Linked DNA regions of Rattus norvegicus: region 2 is linked to region 1. Evidence: chromatin contacts called from public Hi-C data. All regions are on one chromosome and are shown on one strand. Each heading gives the region's core, a stretch centred on a gene start, on an enhancer-like site or on the middle of the called end of the contact. The rest is flanking DNA. Distances are from core to core; before and after follow the strand shown. Region 1 overlaps LOC134480933 (WAS/WASL-interacting protein family member 1-like). Region 2 has its middle 63 kb from the start of Snx4.

Region 1 (3,195 bases), core at 218-2,717:
TTCAGTACATTTAATGATAGATTTATATATATATTTATATATTATATATAGTGTTATATACATAAAATTATATATATATCTAACACATAATATACATACATATAATACTGTATGTATACTGCACTACATACCTTTATACCATTATCTTCTCTTCGAGGTGATTTGCAGGACTGGTGATGATGTGGCGTGGATAGATAATGAAGGGAGCAGAGATCTGAATGCTTCTTTTCTGTAGCGGTCCTACGAGCCAGCATCTTGGGGGATGTGGGATAAATGATTCCACAGATAGCTGACCTTTACTTCTATAAACATTCAAACATTTAAAAACTAAAAAGAATGGAAACTTTCCCAGTATACTGCACTCCTACATTGACTTTCCAAAACAGAATGTTCCAAATAGTAACAGTCCTTGCTGACGGGACCATCACGTCCGCCAGCCATTGGTTGTCATATCTGTCTCTTCTAGAGAGGGAATGCGCCTGGACATGCAAGCGCACGATGTGTGGTCTGAGGCCTGGTGGGTAATGATTTTAAATAATTTATCTATTTTTATTTCATATGCTTTGTTCTGCTCCCTGCATGTATGTGTTAGTGTGAGCACGTGAGTTACAGACAGTTGTGAGCGCCATGTGGGTGCTGGGAATTGAACACAGGACCTCTGGAAGAACGGTCAGTGCTCTTAATTTCTGAGCCGCCCCTCCAACCCCTGATAATGATTTTAACAGTAATAGTAAAACTTTAAAAAAAAAAAGATTTATTTAGTTAGTTATTCTATATAAGTACATTGCAGCTGTCTTCAGACACACCAGAAGAGGGCATCAGATCTCATTACAGATGGTTGTGAGCCACCATGTGGTTGCTGGAGTTTGAACTCACAACCTCCAGAAGAGCAGTCAGTGCTCTTAACCGCTGAGCCGTCTCTTCCAGAACTTATCTTCTTGTTTGAGTCAGACTCTCATTCTCTAGCCCACGTTCCCTTCTACCTCAGCCTTCGGAGGTCTGGGATTATAGATGTGAGCCACTATACTTGCCTGAACGTTATCTTTTCACAAATAAAACAAATCTCAAACCAGCCGGCTTTTGAACTTTTCTCTGTGTACTCCCTCCCTTTTGTAAGAAGGGAAGAACAAAGTTTTTGCAGATGCATAATCTTCCAGAAAGACTAAAATGGCTGCCTCCGGGAAGCAGTATTTATTAAAAAGAAAGTGAGTCACTTCACGGGGTGTGTGAAAAGGGATTTGCCTGAGGGTTTAGACACTTTAAATCCTCTCTGTCTCCTGCAGCTGTCTGTGAGTTTAGTCTAAGTCCTCTCTGAACCATAGCATTGGAGGACTTTCTGGCCCTGGATTTTAGGGTTTGGGGCACTGGAGTTGAACCCAGGCATTAGCTTGCTCTAGCGCTGAGCTATGCTCACAGCCCTGCGCCGCAGTTCTGTGTGGCTACAGAATTCTCCTTAGGAAGGTAAGAAATGGGCATAACCAGCCAATGAGTGAGAAGGTGAAATAGCCAGCACGGCTTCTTGTGCTCCTGCCCCGCCCCCGTCCCCGCCCCGCCCCGCCCCGCCCCCGCCCCCGCCCTGCTCCCTGCCCTTTGCTCTTCCAAAGCCCCTCCACACCACATTGTGGACCTCAGTGTAACCCAGTACCTTGCTTAGCCCTTTTTAGTCTTTTCACAGGTTTCTATGTGGATTTTTAATACCTAGACTGAATACTGGCCAGCTGGACGTTTGGATTTTGTTTTGTTTTTTGTTGTTGTTTTCCAAACCAACCAGCCTCTGTGTTGATCTAAACATCTGTTTACTATCAGGGTAACTTTACTATGCTTTGATACCTTTTTAAAATTTGATGGCTACCAGGCTGCTAAAGAATTTGAACTCTAGATTGAGGAAGAGATCCTGCTCGTAAGGACAGAGGCCACTGGATGGCTTTTTCTGGCCTCCACACGTGCACAGGTAAGCACACTTGAGTGGAGTGCACACCTACACACAAAACCCATATACTTTTTGTGTGCACACAATAGCAATAAACAATTGTGTGAAATCTTTTATTTTATTTTACTTTATTTTACATTTTTTTTATTGTCATGCAGCTAATGATAATCTCGAATGCGGAACCTCCCTAAGGGCTGGACTCACAGGCATGCACTGCTGTTCTACCAGGCTTTGAAATATTGTTCGTTTTTGTTTGTTTGTTTGTTTACTGTTGTTTTAATACTGGTTTGCTTATGTTAACCTGAGAGTCCGGACTCAATCCATTCTCCTGCTTCAGCCTCTCTCTCTAGTGGCTAAAACCACAGATGCTTAGCACCCACACCTGACTTAAAGAAGTGGGGTCTATACCGTCTAGAAAGAGAAAAGACTTTGAATTGATTCCACTTCTGGAAATAGAAACCCACAGCTCTAAGGTGTAAAAGAGTAGTCAGTCTGTCTACATTTGGGTTGTCAGTTTGTCTTCATTTGGTTAAACCCTTGGCAGGCACCAGATTCGTTCATCTACCCTCCTCCCTCCCTCCCTCCCTCCCTCCCTCCCTCCCTCCCTCCCTGACAAGGTTTTACTATGTAGTCCTGGCTGGCTTGAAACTTTCTATGTAGACAGGCTGACCTCAGTCTCCCACATGCCATTCCCTCACAAGTGCTGGGATAAGTTGTGCACCTGAGTGTTAGCACTACAGCGAGTAACTTTACACTGTGCCCACTTCGTCAGCCTCACCGATTGGTCAGCCAGAGAACATGCTCAGAAGGAGGTCCTCTGAAAACCGTTCAGTGTTTTTTTTTTTTTTCTGCAGCTCCATTGTTTATTTTGCCCTCCGCTCCAAATATGACTTCCGTGCTAAACATTCTGCACATTTTCTCGCCCAAAACATATTTCTCATGTTCTTTTCGTGGATCTGGGGAGACATCTGTATAGTTTTTTGTCTTTTTCTCTCATCCCTATCTACTTGAAAGAACTTTTTTCCCTCCCAAATGTACAAATTTTCATTTTAGGAAATATGGCCTGCTGTGTTCTTTTTTTTTTTTGTTTTTTTTTGTTTTTTAAAGATTTTATTCATTTATTATATATAAGTACACTGTAGCTGACTTCAGACACACCAGAAGAGGGCATCAGATCTCATTACAGATGGTTGTGAGCCACCATGTGGTTGCTGGGAATTGAACTCAGGACCTCTGGAAGAGTAGTCGGGTGCCCTTAACCACTG
Region 2 (3,195 bases), core at 327-2,826, 60 kb before region 1:
CACCAAGACATTGAATAACTACAAGACACTAGGTATTTGATGGTCATTGGTTCATTTGGTTGTTAATAGCCTCCCTCCCCCATATAGAGCACATTCTATTTTAGTATCTGGATATTGGAATTCAGAGTGGACTGAATCTGTCAGGCTGGCTACTTTACTCAGTTATAGGCACTTCCTGGACTCTAGCCCAGGCAAGGTGGCTGTCCCAGATGGCCGCTCTGCACTCTAGGAATATGCCACTAGATGGCAGTAGAGCCAACGGACCAGGGAGAAACCTCTGGCTGAAACTTTTGTTTTTGTTTTGTATTGTTTTGGGGGGAGGGGCGTGCCTTGAGCTTTATTGATGTTATTCAAGAGAGTAGGGAGGGCTCCCCAGGCCCCTCCTGTTATTATGGAGGTCTGGATGGAAATTGTGAGGGAGATGCTCAGTGCTGGGGGCCAAGTTGGGACAAGGATTCCTTGGCAACTGAGGGCCTCTCTCTTGCTCTCAGTGTCCTTGCTGGGCTGGGTGGTCCAGGGTTTCTTACTCCTTGGAGGCCATGTACGTCATGAGGTCCACCACCCTGTTGCTGTAGCCGTATTCATTGTCATACCAGGAAATGAGCTTTACAAAGTTGTTATTGAGAGCAACGCCAGCCCCAGCATCAAAGGTGGAAGAGTGGGAGTTGCTGTTGAAGTCGCAGGAGACAACCTGGTCCTCAGCGTAGCCCAGGATGCCCTTTAGTGGGCCCTCAGACGCCTGCTTCATCACCTTCTTGATGTCATCATCCTTGGCAGGTTTCTCCAGGCGGCATGTCAGATCCATAATGGATAAATGGGGGGTAGGAACACGGAAGGCCATGCCAGTGAGCTTCCCGTTCAGCTCTGGGATGACCTTGCCCACAGCCTTGGCAGCACCAGTGGATGCACGGATGATGTTCTGGGCTGCCCCACGGCCAGTCATGGATGACCTTGGCCAGAGGGGGCTAAGCAGTTGGTGGTGCAGGATGCGTTTGCTGACAATCTTGAGGGAGTTGTCATATTTCTCGTGGTTCACACTCATCACAAACATAGGGGCATCGGCTGAAGGAGTGGAGATGATGACCCTTTTGGCCTCACCCTTCAGGTGAGCCCCAGCCTTCTCCATGGTGGTGAAGACGCCAGTAGACTCCATGACATACTCAGCACCGGCGGCACCCTGTTTGATGTTAGCGGGATCTCGCTCCTGGAAGATGGTGACGGGCTTCCCATTGATAACGAGCTTCCCATTCTCAGCCTTGACTGTGCCATTGGATTCGCCATGGGTAGAGTCATACTGGAACATGCAAACCATGCAGTTGAGGCCGATGAAGGGGTCGTCGATGGCAACCATCTCCACTTTGCCAGACTTTTGTTTGTTTTATAAAAGTAGAATGAACTTTTATCGATGTGACTAAAACTAGATTATTCAACAAAGTAAACATTAACCAAGCAGGCCCTGTCCTCGGGGTAAAAGGATGATAAGTAAATAGACCTTTAAACCTGGACCTTTCTACCTACATTTAATTACTCAGAGCAGACTTCTGGGCACTCACCAGGCTTGGATGATGCCCCGATTGGGATACCTCTGTGTCCTGCGCTGACTCAGCCCTAGTGATCCTGGCTCTGAGGGGACCGTCCCCGAGGACAGTGATTCAAAATGTGGACCCAGGGTATAGGCAGTGGGACCATGGTGAGCAGGGAAGCCTTTTACGAAGGAGCTGATGTACTTGCCTGTCTTCTAAGGAGGGTTTCCAGGCCTGGGAGAGTTCAGACTCATCACGTTCCCAGCCACCTTTTTTTGTGATGAAGGATGTATTGAGAATTTCGATTTCTTTAAAAACCCAGTTTATGTTATGTGAATGTTTTTGTTTTAATCCTGGGTGTGGTTATGGGGTTGGTTCATTTTTGTCCATAGCCACTGGCTGTGATTGTCTCGTGCTCTAGGAGGGGCGTGATCTTTGCCAGCTGCAGACAGTTTATGTTTGGAATTCTGGGAACTCATGAGAGGGTATAAATGTGAGAGCCCTGAGCAGGGTTGTGGCAGCGGCTGCTGGTTTCTTTTAAAAAAAAAAATATATATATATATGTATTTCATGTATATGAGTACACTGTAGCTGTCTTCAGACACACCAGAAGAGGGCATTGGATCCCATTACAGATGGTTGGGAGCCACCATGTGGTTGCTGGGAATTGAACTCAGGACCTCTGGAAGAGCAGTCAGTCCTAACCGCTGAACATCTCTCCAGCTCCCTGCTGCTGGTCTCTCCTGTCTCTCTGCTGCATTTGCATTGCTGCATTGCTGCATTGCTGGTTAGAGATCCTGAAGATGGAGATTGGACTTGACAAGGAAGCCGATGCCCCTAATCAGAGAGAAGTAGTCTAAAGAGATCTATACCCCCTTTCCTTCCTAACCTTTTTTCTCTCTTACCTAGTGTTGGGGGTGGGAGGATGGAAGGCATTAAGGTAGAATAAGGGTTGGAAATGTGGTAGGTATAAAGAACCCAATAAAATAACAATTCCTCCCCCCCAAAAAAATCCCAACCCAAATCAAAAAAAAAAAAAAATACCAACACAAGGACATAGCATCTTTCTGATCTAAACGTATGAAAACCTCTCATTTCTTGGTTCTCCCGAGTGGGGTGTATATTTCTTCTTTTGAAATACAGTTTTGAAAAAGGGCCAGCAGTGGTGACATACACATATATTACCATGGCAAGACCCATTCGGAGAAGGATTGGGTTGGGATGTGTGGCTCAGTGGTAGAGCACCTGCCTAGCACATATAAAATATGAAATATTGGGTTTCCTACCACATAATGCAACACACGCACATGCACACGCACATACGTGTGTGTGTGTGTGTGTGTGTGTGTGTGTGTGTGCATGGACACAATACATGTATCACTTAAAGGTTACTTTTCACTTGACTCTGCTGATGAAGCAGTTGGCACAGAGCCAGACTTGTGCCTTGAGGGCAGAACTCGTCTCTTCAGGAAGTGTCTAGCTTCAGTTCGTTCTTCCGGCTTGGGACTGGCACACAGACATCTCTCTTCACACAGTCAGCCTCAGACCAGCCTGGCCACACACTAGGTGCCTTAGGGACAGAGATCTTCGAACTCACGTGGATTAGTCACTCCAGGTGCCTGTCCACTCCACAGCCAGAGGAGAGAGAAGCTTCCAGGCCCTGGGCATCACC

What was found. Hi-C and Micro-C count contacts between places; a contact is called where the count stands out from the background.
Region 2: a Hi-C map of kidney shows a contact between it and region 1, with 3 times the contacts expected there. The contact joins two enhancer-like sites. A contact is called at or near these places in 4 of 12 Hi-C or Micro-C datasets (the A7r5 cell line, the Rat2 cell line, kidney and 1 more).

What each region holds. Positions count from the first base shown.
Region 1 is chr11:80,898,398-80,901,592 of GRCr8, reverse strand. All of the region lies in intron 2 of LOC134480933 (WAS/WASL-interacting protein family member 1-like), which reads right to left. Among named protein-coding and RNA genes, the nearest start is that of Zfp148, 9.1 kb to the right of the region's middle. Within about 2 kb of position 1,467, at least 12 of the 93 cell types and tissues checked have an H3K27ac peak or open chromatin away from gene starts, as enhancers often do. A contact at or near this core is called in kidney, where this site is marked.
Region 2 is chr11:80,958,257-80,961,451 of GRCr8, reverse strand. No RefSeq gene overlaps it. Among named protein-coding and RNA genes, the nearest start is that of Snx4, 63 kb to the left of the region's middle. Within about 2 kb of position 1,576, at least 4 of the 93 cell types and tissues checked have an H3K27ac peak or open chromatin away from gene starts, as enhancers often do. A contact at or near this core is called in kidney, where this site is marked.